Linked DNA regions of Anser cygnoides: region 2 is linked to region 1. A link is a contact called in public Hi-C data. All regions are on one chromosome and are shown on one strand. The core of a region is the stretch at or near the end of the contact, and the rest is flanking DNA. Distances in the headings are between cores, read along the strand shown.

What was found. Hi-C and Micro-C count contacts between places; a contact is called where the count stands out from the background.
Region 2: a contact with region 1 is called in a Hi-C map of liver, with 2.1 times the contacts expected there. The contact joins the enhancer-like site here to the promoter of CASTOR2 in region 1. A contact is called at or near these places in 4 of 7 Hi-C or Micro-C datasets (fetal liver, granulosa cells and liver).

What each region holds. Positions count from the first base shown.
Region 1 is chr18:4,107,842-4,114,852 of Taihu_goose_T2T_genome, forward strand. CASTOR2 (cytosolic arginine sensor for mTORC1 subunit 2) reads left to right here and starts at 4,107. Exons shown (of 9, transcript XM_066979646.1): 1 at 4,107-4,526. The coding sequence starts at 4,414. LOC106041069 (a long non-coding RNA gene) reads left to right here. Exons shown (of 4, transcript XR_010825737.1): 3 at 1,873-1,962; 4 at 2,314-3,710.
Region 2 is chr18:4,224,665-4,232,229 of Taihu_goose_T2T_genome, forward strand. It overlaps CASTOR2 (cytosolic arginine sensor for mTORC1 subunit 2), which reads left to right. Exons shown (of 9, transcript XM_066979646.1): 7 at 769-851; 8 at 1,784-1,878; 9 at 6,171-7,565. The coding sequence ends at 6,236. Among named protein-coding and RNA genes, the nearest start is that of RCC1L, 30 kb to the right of the region's middle. Within about 2 kb of position 3,342, at least 2 of the 3 cell types and tissues checked have open chromatin away from gene starts, as enhancers often do. A contact at or near this core is called in fetal liver and liver, where this site is marked.

The sequences.
Region 1 (7,011 bases), core at 2,857-5,356:
GCCGGTACGAGCCCTAGTCAGAGGTCAAGATGCTGTTGAACTTCAGATGTTGCTGAAAGAAAAGCATAATTCTGCTAACAGCAGAGTAATGTTAGGTTTGCAGCAGTGCCATGTCAGACAAATCGTGTGAGAGAATTTCAACTATATTTCTTTTTTCTTTTTGAAAATGAGGTTTTATTGCCAAGAATTTAGATACTGCATGTTAAAAATCTATCTGTAAAAGGCAACCATAGCCTCATCTTTGAGAACTGAATAGAGTAATTTGGGGCTTTTTTATGGTATCAGAAGAGACCACAAATGATATAAGAACTTCCTTCCACCAGCTAACTAAAATAATACTGAAATATCCTGCTGTAGTTTGGAGTAACTGCATAAAACATGATGACTCACGTGATTAGAAATTCTCCTTTATTTTTCCTCTGTGCACAGCGCTGCTCTTGGTGAACTGTTCATCACAGTGCGTAATTACATTCCTTTCACCTAAACTGTTTCTACGTTTCCCATTTCTTTTTCCTGCAACGCTGATTGTTCTCGAGTGTCTCGGTTTGAGTGGAAGCGATCTGTATGCAGAGACTCGGGTGTTGGGCTGCAGTGTGGTTTATGAGAAATTTAGCATTGGGACAAAAGACTCAGGAGAGCTAGAGTCTCCCAGAGGACTGTTGTTGACCCATACCTGGCTGCTGAGGCAAAGGTTCAAGGCACAATACAGACTATCTTCTTGAACTTAGGGTTATCATAAAACACTGCATTCCTTCAGAGGACCTCACTACTAGACAAATGGTGCCTGGGGGCGAACAGGAGATGGCTCTTGCCCTGCTCGCGGTAAGAAGGTTCACGTGAACATGAGCAGAAGCTGAAATATCTGAAAACTGCCCATCTGTTCAAGTACGGTCTGCACTTCTACAGGGAAACCCAGCCGCTTCTGGCCTTGGGGCTTCAAAGCCCAGGGTTTGCTAAGCGTTATCGGTGGTCCGCGACCTAAGGCACTCAGAAATCTCTTCTACTTGTGATGGCTTGTAAGGGCTCTGCTCCCCCTCCAGGCAGGAGGTGAGTCATGGTGCCTGGTCCTCATACTGAGATTTGTTTGGCTGCTATCTCATCTTCCTGTTTTCTTGTCCGTTCTCCCCATTTCTTTGTTCTGTCTGCCCAGCATGTGCTGTGGTAACTGACATTGGAAGCTGTGTGGGCAGGGAATGGGTTTTGTTTTTAATTAAAAAAAAAAAGTGTGGTTACATCATCTTGCACAACAGGTCCCTGCTCTGTGGCTGGGCCAAGAGAGTCCTTTCGAGCTGCAAAAAATATGAAAAACTTGGAATTGCAATAATTAAATGATATTACAGCATGTTGTATGTAATAACAACGCATTCCAGCCTGCTCCCTGCACGGAAACTCCCAGGTACACCTGGCAACGAGGGAGAGAGAGATCTGAATACTAATGGCAACTGGAGGAGGGGGCACCTAATAGTATTTTGGCTAATTGCCAGGTTGCCTGCTCTTGAAAAATGTGCCTGTGCTGAGCTAGGCATATTTTTTTTTTTTTCATGTGGAGAAAATTGGGTTGTGTGTTGGTAGGGTTCGATATTTTCCTAATGCTTCCTACAGTCAGCTGTGCGAAGGTTCACGTAGCCACGAGGGCTGCACTCACTGCCCCGCGAGGCCTTCGGGCCTTCTTGGAAAGGCTTGGAGCAGCTGGTCAGACCCAGGAAAGAAATTGCAATTTTGGAGAGGAGCAGATGTAAACTTAAAAAATGAAGAAGTATTTCTGTGTTTTGTGGGTTTGGGGGGATTTTTTTTTTTGCTTGTTTGCTCGATTCTTCTTTTTTTAGTAAATCCAGATGACTAACTCAGGGCCTCTTTTCTCCTTCCCTGCAGGCGGAACAAAAGTCTCTGATGATTTGCTTGCTTCAAAAGGTCCCACTGATTTTACCTTTGGGTCTGTTCTACCATCTCTCATTGTTTCATGTAAGCATTTTCTGTGGTAATTAGGCTGGTAAAAGCATATTCCCTGGTGGCCCTCCTGGAGTGCCTGCCCTCCCTGGGTTGAGAAAGCTCTGCTTGGGGGCAGCATATTTTGTCTCTGAGCGGGGAGGCAAAGAGTCGATATTGTGAATGCTGTCCTGATTATGATGGAAAATCTTTTAAAAGAGGAAAGTTTTGCTGCATTTCCTAGAAGCAATTCAGGCTACGTTTGTCTGATTTCCTCTGGAAGCTCACAGCAACCTTGACGGCAAATGTTTTGTCCCTGGCTGCTTCCTTCTGGACTCTGCGGCCTGCATTGTCCCGCAGGAACACAGCTATCTCTGTGATTTGCAGATGCAGGTGCAGGCACTTTCTGTAGCTGGGCACAGATACAGCCAGAGCTTTGAAGACCAAGACCTTGAACTAGCAGTGGAAGCAGATTAAAAACCCTCTTCAGCTTCCTAAAATGCAACGCCTACAGTCATCAGGACTTACGCGTGAGGCAACGAATGAAAACAACCCCTAGGTTTTTAAAGGCTTTTAAAAAATGTATGAGAGTTTCAATATTTTGTTTCCTTTCCTCCAAATGATTTCAAACTATTGATACGAATGCCTCTGATTTCAAGGTTTTCCTTTTGGGATATAACAGAATTTAGACAGCCTCTCAGAAGTATGGCCATGGGCAGGAGAAGAACGGACGCGTCCAGCGGGGCAAATACAGCCATCCAGCGGGAATTAACAGAGCAGAAAGGATTTGGAAATTCTAGTTTCTGAAGCTTGCAGCAGGCCTGGATTCAAGGGATTTCTGCCACAGGAACACAGGCCCTAAAAGGTTATTGAACTGTGGAAGCTCATCTCAAGCAGAAGAGTGGCCCGGAGAGGGGCTTAGCTCACCGAGCTGTGTCTTGCCCCTTGCACACAGCCCGTGTCTCAGTTTCCCCACATGCAGAGCACAAGGGCTGTAACCGATGGTCTTTACAAAGTCGGTTTGTCATCCAGCAATGAAAAGTGACACAGCAGTCTGGGTATTGCTCTTATTCACAGCAGAATCAGCGTGATCCAAAGCCAGAGTGAACCCTTCCACATGGGAGGTTAAAACCCCAATTTTTGGTCCTGGTTCTGAGATCCCCCACCCTTGGCGCAGTCAGGCCAGTGTGCGGGAGCTGCCCCGCCAGTGGGGTGCTGGTGTGGAGCCCCGACCCGTCCTTCCCTGGCAGCACGGCCACCGCCATCCTCATCCTCACACGGCTGCTTTGGCCTTCCTACCGACCGCAGCTCTCCTTTTGTAACACCTGGGTGCACATTGGGGTGGTTTGTTCGCTTCGGTTTTGCTTTGTGGGGAAACTGATGCGGGCTGTGCGTCGGTTGTATAGGAGAACAAACGGGGTAAGATGGGAGTATTTCTGTGTAGGGTAATAACTGGGGTAAGATGGGAGTATTTCTGTGTAGGACAATAACTGGGGTAAGATGGGAGTATTTCTGTATAGGACAATAACTGGGGTAAGATGAGAGTATTTCCTTTATTATTGAAAACTTCTGAAGCTTCTCTTTTCTGCTGGGTCTTGGCTCCGGAAGGATTGCGCTGTGTGCCTCCTGAGCCAAATGATAAATAAAAGAAAAATAAAGAAAAATAAATAATAATAAAGTAAATTAAAATAAAGGAAAATAAAGAAAATAAAGAAAATGAAAGAAAAATAAAGTAGTAAAGAAAAAGTAAAATAAGGTAAAGATAAAGTAAAACAAGGTAAAGATAAAATACAAGATATTATAAAGATAAAATAAGATAAAGATAATTAAAGATAAAAATAATTTTAAGGATAAAATAAAGTAAAATAAATTAAAATATAATAATATAAAATTAAGATAAAGTAAAATAAGGTAAATTAAAGTAAAAATAAAATAAATGAAATTTTTTAAAATAAAAAGGACCAGGCCGGGGGCTCGCAGGTAGGACCCCGGCTTTCCCTCCGAACCACCCCAGCGGGGACCCGGGGGGGGGCTCGGGGGCTGCCGGCGCCCGCCCGGCGGTGGCTGCGCGGACTCCAAGGCCCGGCGTGCGGCGGGGCGCTGCGCAGGCGCGGGCCGTGAGTGGCAACTTGTTTGTGCGGCCGGCCCCGCTCGGCTCGGCTCGGCTCGGCTCGGCCCCGCTCGGCTCCGCTCCCTGCCCCGGCCCCGGCCCCGGCCCCGGCCCGCCCCGCTCCGCGCCCCCCCGCGCAACTTTTGCACCCCCGTCCCCGCCCCCGGAGCCGGGCAGGGGGAGAGGAGCCGGGCGAGGAGGAGGAGAAGGGAAGGAGGGAGGGAGAGAGAGGAGGGGGAGGGAAAAAAAAATAATAATAAAAGCAACGGCAACACAAAAAGCGAGCCCGGGGCGCCGGCGGTAACAGCCCCCCCCCCCCTCCAAGCCCCCCCATTAACGCCGGGGCTAGATGAACTACAAATGAGAAAGAGGAAAAGATGGAACTGCACATCCTAGAGCACAGGCTCCGGGTGGCCAGCATAGCCAAGGAGAGCATCCAGCTCTTCACCTACGGATTGATCAAACTTGCCTTCCTCTCCTCCAAGACCAGGTGGGTGCCGGGGACCCCCCCCTGCTCCCCCCCAAAAGGGGACGGGGTTGGGGGGAGCCCCCTCCTCGCCCCTGGGTGTGGGGGGGGGAGTTTGGGGGCACCCAGCTCGGGGGGCACCCCCCGGCCGTCCTGCACCCGGGGTGCTGCTGCCAGGGGTGGGGGCACCCGGGGGTGCTGCGTTTTTTGGGGGGGGCACCTTGGGGTGCTGCGTTTTGGGGGGGGGGCACCCTCCTCGCTAGGAGCCGGGGTGCTGGCCCTGGGGGGCACCTTGCCCCCCAGAGGGGTGGTTTTGGGGGGACAGGGGTGTCCTCCCTGCAGTTCTCCAGCCCCATCCCACGCTGAGAGGGCCGGAGTTTGGGGTCCCCCCCCAAAAGGTCCTGGGGCAGCGCAGCGGGAACAGGTGGGGGCCGGGGGGGCAGGCTCGGGGCCACCGCCGGACAACAAAGGCAGCGGCAGGAGGAGGAGGAGGAGAGCTCGGTGCTGGTGTTTTTTTCTCCTCTTGCTTTTTTTTTTTTTTTTCCCCTTTTGCTCTTTTTTATTTTTTTCTCTCGCTCTTTTTTTTTTTCTCTTTTTTTTTTTTTCCCTCCCCTCCCGGTTGTTGCCGCTCGCTGGCGGGGCGGCTCGTCCAAAGGTTTGCGCTAAAAGGTGTTTTTTTGGTGCTGCCGGATTGCAGGAGGGCAGGGGAAATGCTCGCCTTGCACTTGGTGCTCTTTAAAAATCGTGGTGTTGAGTAATAGGGATTGTGCTAGCTTTCTGGAGGAAAAAAAAAAAAAAAACAAAACTGTAATGGAAGGCACCGTGAAGAATTTTATTTTTTTCTTAGGGGAAGGAAAGAAAACGCTCTGGCCGGTATTACCGAGTGTGCCTCGCTGCCTAGGCCTTTCACAGCAAAACAACTTGAATTGCAAATGCATATTCCTATGTCTTCACTTCGCTTGTTGACTTTGTTGCTCTATTCAGAAAGAGGAATGGGAATGTAAATAGCACGACTCAAACTCTTCTTGTTTTTCCAGCCTGGTAATTGGTATTTCAGCTTTCTCCTCAGATTCATCTTAGATAGCATTCTTGTAATGAAGGTGGGAAATTTTCTTTGGCAGGAGGACAATAATAAATAGATAATAAATTTGCTTTTTATTTCTTAAATTGTTTTATTCCAAGCTGTAATTCAATCCTCTCTCTGCAATAATGCTTACGGATGAATGGACCTATTTGTGGTGTAATTTGATTACAGTCCCTTATCTCACAGTTAAACTTCATGCATTGAAATCTCACTCTGATTTGGGGCTCATCCCATTTGGCTCAGCGCTAACGTTGTTTGCAGCGTAATGCACATCAGCACCTTGTTTACTGCTGTCCCTGAATACCCAGCAGGGTATTAAAGGCTCTTCAATCTTAAATTTCTATTTTTCATGTGTTATTTCATTGCTAATTGAAAGCGGTTGCTGATTTGGGGGGGGGGGGGGGGGCTGTTGCTCCCCCCGCTGACAAAGTGTCGCTATCGGCGTCAGCAGTGAAATCTTCAAACCTGTCACTTCTAATGCATAGGCTGGGGGTTGGGGGTTACTGATCTATTTACGTATTTAAGTGCATGGGATGGTCCTGTTTTCTTCTTGCTTCATGCTAAACTTCGTATATGTACGTAGAGAGGTGTGAAAGGCTTGGACAGCAAGTGTGCCCTTTGCCCTGGGGTGCGATACCTGGTCCCGCGTTGGGGTGCAGCACCGGGCAGTTTGGGATTCCTCTGGCCACTGGTGTCTGGCCCTTTCCATGCACAGTGAGTATCAATAACGCTTCCGTGGAACCTCACTGGTCAGGAAGAAAGCTGTTTGTGGAAAGGTTTTGTTTGGCATGGGGAACTTCTGTTTATTTCCCTTTTGTTTTGTTGTTTTTGCAGAGAGTAGAGATGTAGGGGAGAGAAGGGAAAGCTTGCCCGTGTCGTTCTTGAGACAGCCGATAGTGCTGAGATGTTGCTCTTTCTCCTCTGGGTTGCTGCACCCAAGGCCCCTGCCCCATGGATCTTCTGCTCTGATGGATGTGTGTGCATGAGAAGTGAAAGTCTCTGAGAGATGTAACTGAATTTATGGTCCTGCTGGTTTATTCTCACTTCTCTAAGAAGTGGATGCACCCAGGAGACGACAACTTTTTATTCATGTGCAAGACAAATGTCCCCCCGATCACCCTACCGGGGAAGGACCACGTGGGGGGTGAAAGCAGAAGGTGGCCTACATCTCTGCAGATCCTTTCTGATGAGATAATAAAGATGCCCGTTACTTTTACTACCTATCTTTTTCCCATTGAGACCTTAAACAGAGCTCTTACCTGTGCTGCAAGGCTGCCGGTGAGAAATAACGACTTGAGGGACAGATGTGATCCAGAGAGGTGGCAATGACATCACCAGTATCCTTACGTTGGTAAGGCAAGAAACTCCAGTTTTGCATAGGCTCTTACTTCTGAGAGGTGATCTGGAGGGAGTATTGGAATATCT
Region 2 (7,565 bases), core at 2,092-4,591, 120 kb after region 1:
TGCACTGAGATGCGATGCATAGGTTTGCTTTTGACACACAGTGCAGTGCTTGGTTTGATTCTTGCCTGCCCTAGGGGCTTGTTTTGCAAACTATTAATTGCCCTCTTGAAAGTTTCTTCGACCTTAATTGGGGTAAACCTCTGTCTGCCTTCAAGAGAGGCCTGAGGCTTGGAGCAGCAGCCTGGTGCTTGGGGAACCGGGGTGGCCAGTTCCTTCTCTGTCACGCACCGCCTGCTTGACCTCGGGCAAGTCACGTAGCCACCAACTAGCCTTCTTTCCTCACTACAGAACTGGGATCTTTGCAGGGCTCTCAGGGGCCTCCCAGGGATGGTATGGTAAAAAGCACTGGTGATGCTCAGACACAAAAACGTTGGGCACTGTCACATACCAAAGAGAGTGTGTCTAGAAGCATCTGCCGCCTCTAGGTGCTTCAAAACCAGCTCAAGTCAAGCACTTGTATTAAAAGTCTTAAGGTTTTTAAAGCTGGGGCATCGCCTGTTGCTTAGGATTTTTTTTTCTGTGCCTCACTGAGTACCTGTGTACACTTCCAGCATCAGATGCTTATTTAGTGTAGGACATCTGGAGGGGCAGGCAGGTGCACCTGTGCCGTTTGCCATGACTTTTCTCAGTTTCACCGAGCTGCTGCTGCTGCTGCTATTGCTGGCTTCAAGCAGGGAAGGGATACAGGAACAGCAGCATACCCGCAGGCAGAATCCGACACACCGCTGTGTTTTAATTGCCGCATTTGGTGTTCCTTTTCTTTTGCAGATTTCCTAATAATTTGTTGTTTACAAGTGCATCTGGCGAACTCTGGAAGATGGTGCGGATTGGTGGGCAGCCTCTTGGCTTCGGTAGGTAAACATTTGGGGGATCAGTTGGTGCACAGGTAGCCACTTGCCTCGGGGCCTTCAAAGGTGATGGAAAAATCCATCTGACTGAGGCTTTTTGAGAGCCAGCAGCTTAACTTGACTTTGCAAGCTGAGGTTTTCAAATAGGTAGAGCCTGACTCCTACCTGATAAGTCAGACTTCCAGGTCTAGAAGTGCTACGTGCTTGACAGCTCCATCTAAATTACATTCATCTGCTGGTCATTGGCGGTAGATACAGCTAGGTCTCTGTTTAAAAATTAAAAATGGACAAAAAGGCAGCATGGGAATGCATTGTAGGTACTGAAAGCAGCAGTCAGAAAGCACTGTTGTACTCCAGTGCAATCCTTGGAAAACTCTGGGGCCTTAGGTTGAGTATTGAGTTACAGCAAGGGTCCTGTTCACAGACCTGTTTCACTTCCAGTGCTGCAAACGTTTTTTCTACTGAAAAGAGTATTGGACCTAAGTAGCACAGAGCAAATACATCACATCTGCAGAAGTATTCCTGTTATCTTCATGTCTCCTGCAATTATAAAGGAGTCCAATCTGAGTTCTGCAATAAAGACATGATAGTCAGAAAACACTGGGGCTCCATCCCATGGTTTCTGTAACAGTTCCAAAATACAGGCTTCAAGAAAACTTCTGAAAATTTCTTTCCTTTTTTTTTTTTTTTGGTACTATTTAGTACTTTCTTCCACACCAGACAAAAAAAATGATGCAAGAAGGAAATTTTCATGCACCTTCTTTTAATGCATCTCAGAGGCAAAATATGTAGAAATGGCCCAGCATATTAATTGATAGAACCTGCCAGTCCCCTGAGTATGCAATATTTTAATATGTTAGCTTAGAATCCAGTTGAGATGTTTAATTTGTATCAGTGAAATGGACAATCATTCATTTTTTTTATCTCCCCTACAGATGAATGTGGAATTGTCGCTCAGATTTCTGAGCCTTTGGCCGCGGCCGACATCCCAGCCTACTACATCAGTACTTTTAAGTTTGATCACGCGTTGGTGAGTCTTAAGGAAGCTTCTTTGGGGTAGGGGAGGTCTTTTGGTCTTTTTCCTTGGGAGAAAAACCACGAAGAGAATAACATTTCCCATCTGGAGAACTCATTGAGGGGCCTTTTCTGTGATGCAGCGGCCCTGTGTCACAGGCTCCTGAACCAAGCTCAGCCCTACCCCAAGGTAAAACCTCATTAGGGATTGTCATTCTTGGAGAATCATGGAGACTTTGTGACCTTCCCAGTCTCTTCCAGTGCATCACTGTCCTTTGTTAGGAACAGCCACCGACCCGCTCCATTTTCCTGCAGTCATGGTCAGAGCCTGCAGACTCTCCGGAGCATGGTGCATTTGTGGGGGAACTGTCCTGCACCAACAGCACCCTGCTGCCTTCATCTCGTGGTGCCTGCGTGGCCCTAACCTCTGCGGTTTGAGATCTGTCTGTGAGTCAGGGTTAGCTCTGCTCTTCCTGCTCTGTCCTCCTCCTGGTGTAGACCTTTCGTAGGGAGTAATAACTGGCAGCCGGGCAAGGGCAGGTGATTTTGAGGACGTGTTTTTGTGAGCATCAGTAGCAGTTGCAGTGCAGGCATTGTCTTGTCATTCGTGTGGGGCTCTCTTCTCTTTTATATCAGCAGATATTTTACCTTTTAGGCACTGGGCCTACCTCTGCTCCTTCCTTCGGCTTTATAGGACACCCTCAAAAATGAGGAATTTCCCTGAAAAGGGAAGATTGCTACACCTGTGCCTGCAAACAGGATGGCATTTCTCTTGGAGCCTGTTCCTCAAGTATTTAGGGAGGGAGTCAGTAGCCTATGCACTAACAAAACTAACAAAACTCTGCTGTTTTGTGCTTTTTGTTTTCTTAAATATGCCCTTTATTGCGTTATACCTCTCCTTATATCAGTGTAAATTCACTGTCCAGGCCCTACTTTTGACCTGTAGAAGCTCCAAGGAGTTCAAGGGGTTTTTTTTGCACTGTTTTTCCTTCAGCTAATTACTTTGGTTTTTCACAGCTGGCACGAACCATTTGCAGCCCGTAGGTCATATGTGTAAAGAGTAAAAGGTAAATATTTTTCTAGATAGCAAAGGTCAGAGTGTTATATATGCTTGTCTTATTTTCTTGAATATTAACTGTGCTGATAAGATAAGCTAATAAAACACCATTTTAAAATCAATACTGTTAGCTTTGCCTCACATTCCTACCTGTTGTTGTGGCCACAGGAACATGCTTTCTGTGCAGGGCACAGGGTGCACAGTGCTTCTAATTGTCAAGCGATATCTGGAGAGCTAAACCCTGCTGCTGAAAATAGATTTTTCACTTAAAACTTGTGCCATACAATTGTGATGACTCTGCAGCAGCTCCGCCTTTTAAAAGCATCTCTCCCTGCTGCATCCAAGCCCAGCAGCTCCCTGCCTCTGAGCAGCTGGCAAGGTGTTATTTTGGCTGTGCATTAAGGTCTTGCATATCTCCCTTCCTCAAATCAGTATTTTATCCTTTTTCTTGCTACTTGTTGTTTTTTTCTTACAGTTTTAAAAGCCTTTTCATCTGGATGGTGCTATTCTAGCTGTCAAAACCTTTCACCAAAACATGTTGGATGCTGGTGCTTTTCAAGCCCTCCTTTGCTTGACTTTGCTCCAGAAGCAGTGGCTGGGCTGTGTGCTTTCTGGCTCTAGGCTGGTTTGGTTAGCCAAGAACCTCACCTAGATTCTGGCATGTTTTCCCTAACTTTACACTGTTTTTTTGCTACGCAAACACCTTGACTTCTAGTGGCATTTCTCAAGGTCTAAGAGCATCCTGAATCCTTTCTCTGCATCCTCTCTTTCTTTGTTTAAGGTCATTCAGTATTTGCTGTCAACAATTTAGAGTGCTTTATAAAAAAAATGTTGTTCCCCTTGACCTGATCTTTATCCTCCTGTCCATCTTAAGGTGTTTTTTGTTGCTTATTTTTTTATTTGACCTGGCTGTTAATACTTAGGTCTCCCTGCATTGCTGGAGCAGTAGAAGTGTGCTCTGGAAACCAGGAGCTGTGCTTGAGAAGAGGTCCCTTTGGGAGACATTGCTGAGATGGGAACCTCCAGGTCTCTGGTGTGATGATGTAGGACTGGGCTGGAGAGAGCTACGGTTTCCAGCTCCCTCTAGGGTATGTCTAGAGAGAGCAAGTGAGAAGGGTCCCTTTTAGCTTTTCCAGGTGCTCTGCTCTCATTGCCTCATGCTGGGAGGTGTCTTGCTCTTCACCAGCATTTTGCATCCGATGAGGCTGAAGCAATGTCTGGGAGGTAGTTTGGAGCTTTGCTCTGCCTTTCGTGGATGCTTTGCTCTGCCCTCTGGCTGACGAGTGAACGTGCTGCACCAGTTGCCCTGGTTTGGGGATCTCTTATAAGGGGCAGAGAGGGGTAGGACTTCTCCACTGGTGGCAAACCAGGATGTTTGCCTACAAATCAAAACTGTTTGCACATCTGTCCTGGAGAAAATCAAGCCGAAACCTTCGTGGTATGATTGATATTTCCTTGACATTAAGGGCGTCAAGCATTTTCCAGTGAGTGAAGGTTCAGCCTGCTGAGTTTAATTAAACAAGGAGGTGCAGGTCAAAGCCAGCTCTGCTTCCTCCTGCTTCTGTACTGCCCTAAAGGAGCACATGGAGAGATCCTGATCCTCTGCTGGGTCTGGCTAAGGAAACGTGTCCTGCAAACTCGGTTCCTGTGTCTTTTCTCATTATCTTCTGGAGAAGCAAAGAGCCACACAGCATCTACCACTGCAGTATTCAATGTACAGGGAAAAAAAATGAAAGAAGCAGAGGAGAGTCCTGTCTCATAGTCCTATTTCATGCGGTGGATGTTTGCTGGAGTTTTCTTCCAAACCCAGAAAAAATAGCTATATGGTTGTTCTAAGATTATTTTCTTCCTTTCCCAGCTGACCTTTGTTCACACATCATCAGAGTTAGCGTCTCCTGTTCCATCTTCCCACTGGAAAATTGAATGCTTTTCTTGTTATTTCTCATGGCCTTTTTTTTTTTTATTATTTTTCTCAGTTTTGTTAAAAGCCCTGCAGAAAATCACAGCCCAGTTTTATTTCCACTGTCTGAGCTCTGAAGGGTCTCCAATGAATCCAGGTATTGTGCTCCTGGCCAAGGACTCAAATACCTCACAGACGAAGCAGTCCCTTCTTCAGCTTACTTAACGTGAATTATTTTGGCTTCTTGCAGCAGCTCACAGATAATTTATTTTTCCCTCAGTCCCCTCTCCACTTTCCAGGAGCTGTTAGCTGCCTGTCCCCTGAGTGTCATCTGTGGTTTATGTAACGGTCAGACGCCTCTTTTCTGTCTCACGTAACTTTACTTGTGATATTCTTTTCTACTGATGACAGTCGCTCCAAGATCTTCTGCATCTTCTGTTACAAGGGATTCTTCCTGCACCAAGTGTGAACAGACACCCACAAATAATATTGTGTGTGGACTTCTGTGGTTAAGTTTCATCACAAGATCGGAGTAAGAACTCTCAGGTGCTGTGCTGCACCATCTGGGACCCCCACCACAAACAGATGGGCAGGCCTCTTCTTCTTTGGACAAACGGTCCCTTCGTCACCTGATGTGGTCTCCCCACCCACGCTCTCGTGTCCCAAACCTGTAGGGTGCCCTGGAGAGCCTCACGGGCTCTCAGGCAGGTGTATAAATCCATCAGGCAGGCACCGTGTGCAAGTGAGCTCCTGGCATACACACGCATAAAGCAAAGTCTCCGGGATAAATGAGCCACGAGGGCTTGCAGCTTTACCCCTTTCCTCCCACCTGTGAAATCCATACAGGGAATTGCAAGGTTTGAGGTGGTTTGGGGGCAGAAAGTGGCTCTCCTGAGCCAGACCCAACGCTGGAGCAGTGGCAGCACCAAAGGTGGTGGTGTGTTTTCTGCAGTCCTGGGTGGGGAGCGGCTGCTCCCCCTCCTGCCAGGGGCAGCATTGCTCGCCCCAGCGTGGTGCTTTGCCAACAACAGCAAGGGAAGAGAGGGGAGAGGGAGAAGAGAAGGCAAGGAAGGGCCTAAAACTGTTGTCTCCCCACCAGCAGACACCGTACAGACAGCAAATAGCCAGCTCTCACTTGAAAAACTTGCTCCTATGGGAGCTACACATCAGCACTTTCGCACCGGAGGGGGTCTCTCGTAGACAAAGCCCTTTCTCAGTGGAGCTCAGGTGTCCAGCATCCCACCTGGCACCCTGGGGCTCTTCTGGCTTTGTCTCCTGCCTCTCTCTTCGTTGTCATCCGACCCTGGCTTTTGCTAGAGCCTGACCTTTCTCTTTTTCTGTTTTCTTGCAGGTACCTGAAGAAAATATAAACGGTGTGGTCAATGCACTCCAAGTCAGTCAAGCTGAAAAGCATTAGAAATCTTCTGAGCTGGTTCCAGATGCTTTTTATTATTATAATTATTATTATTATTATTATTATTATTCTTTTTTTCTCACAGTATTTCTCGAAAAAAATCTGATTCCAGAGAGTGACATGAAAAGAGACTGTGGAAAGTTGAGCAGAAACAGCTCCAATAAGCCTTTGTTTTAATTATTATTATTATTATTATTATTGTTATTTTATTAAATTTCTTTATGAATGAGGGGCAGGAGGAAAGGGAGTTCAGACAGTTTCCTGAGGCCCAGCGCTGAGGCGAAGGGCGACCTTTGGCGGTGTGGAAGGAGCGCGCCGGGGACACCGGTGTCTCCCTGAAATGTGGCGGCACGGCTGCGGGCGCTCTGCCGAGGGCTTGGTGGCACGGCCAGAGCAGAGGGGCCATAAACACTACGAAATGTGGAATTAAACGGAAAAGACGTCGCATAGTGCTGGCTTGTCTCCTCGCATCAGCCTTTCTCTGAGGACCGTCCGTCGTTGCGTATGTTGAGATAGGATGGGGACCGGGTTCTGTTTCCCCTGACAAAACTCTTTGGCGTTGGAAAAGGGGAGAGTATCCTTTTGTCTGAGTTGTCCCCTTCTTTCCTTTCTCCTTGCAGTCAAAGCCTGGCTGCCTGCAGTAAGCCCGGGGGGGACGTGTTGCTCTGGCCTGCCTCCCAGGTGGTGCCACCACCGCTTTGTCTGCTTCGAAGCCCGGCCGTTCCAGTTCAGTTTTCCCCAGCCACCCTCGGTGTCCTCCCAGTGTGTCCCCTGTGCTGGGGCAGCTGTTGGCCCCTCACCCCACGTCACAGCTGTCCCCTTGTCCCCCAGGGCCAGAAGAGGAGGAGGGAGGCTTCTCTTCTCACATCCCCTCCGTTCCTTTCCCGTCCTATTTTTGGACATTCATGGGGGCATGAAGCGTTGCCCAGGGCCCCTCAGTAGCTGCTCCTCCCCTACCCTGCACAGCCTGGGCCATCTTGTCCGAGACCCACAGCAGGTTGTTGTCCCCTGCAGGGCCAGGAGGGTGCCCAAACCCTGCCAGGACCCTTCGGTGGGTTTTATCAGCTCCTTCATCACCAGGGTGGAAATCGCTGCTGCCTGGGGACTCGATTCCCAGGGTCTTTCCATTGGGTTCAGGCCTTTGAAAGCCACACGGTGCTGAACGCTCCTGAAAAGCAAGGTGTTTTGTCTGGCCCCGCCACACGCAGGTGACATGGCTCTTCCCCTGGGGCATGCTTGTGTCTGCCTCATGTCACAGCTACAAGGTGGCAGGGCCAAAGCGCTGAGGTGCCACGGGGGACAGCGGTGACCAGCACCCGGAGAGCAAACGGC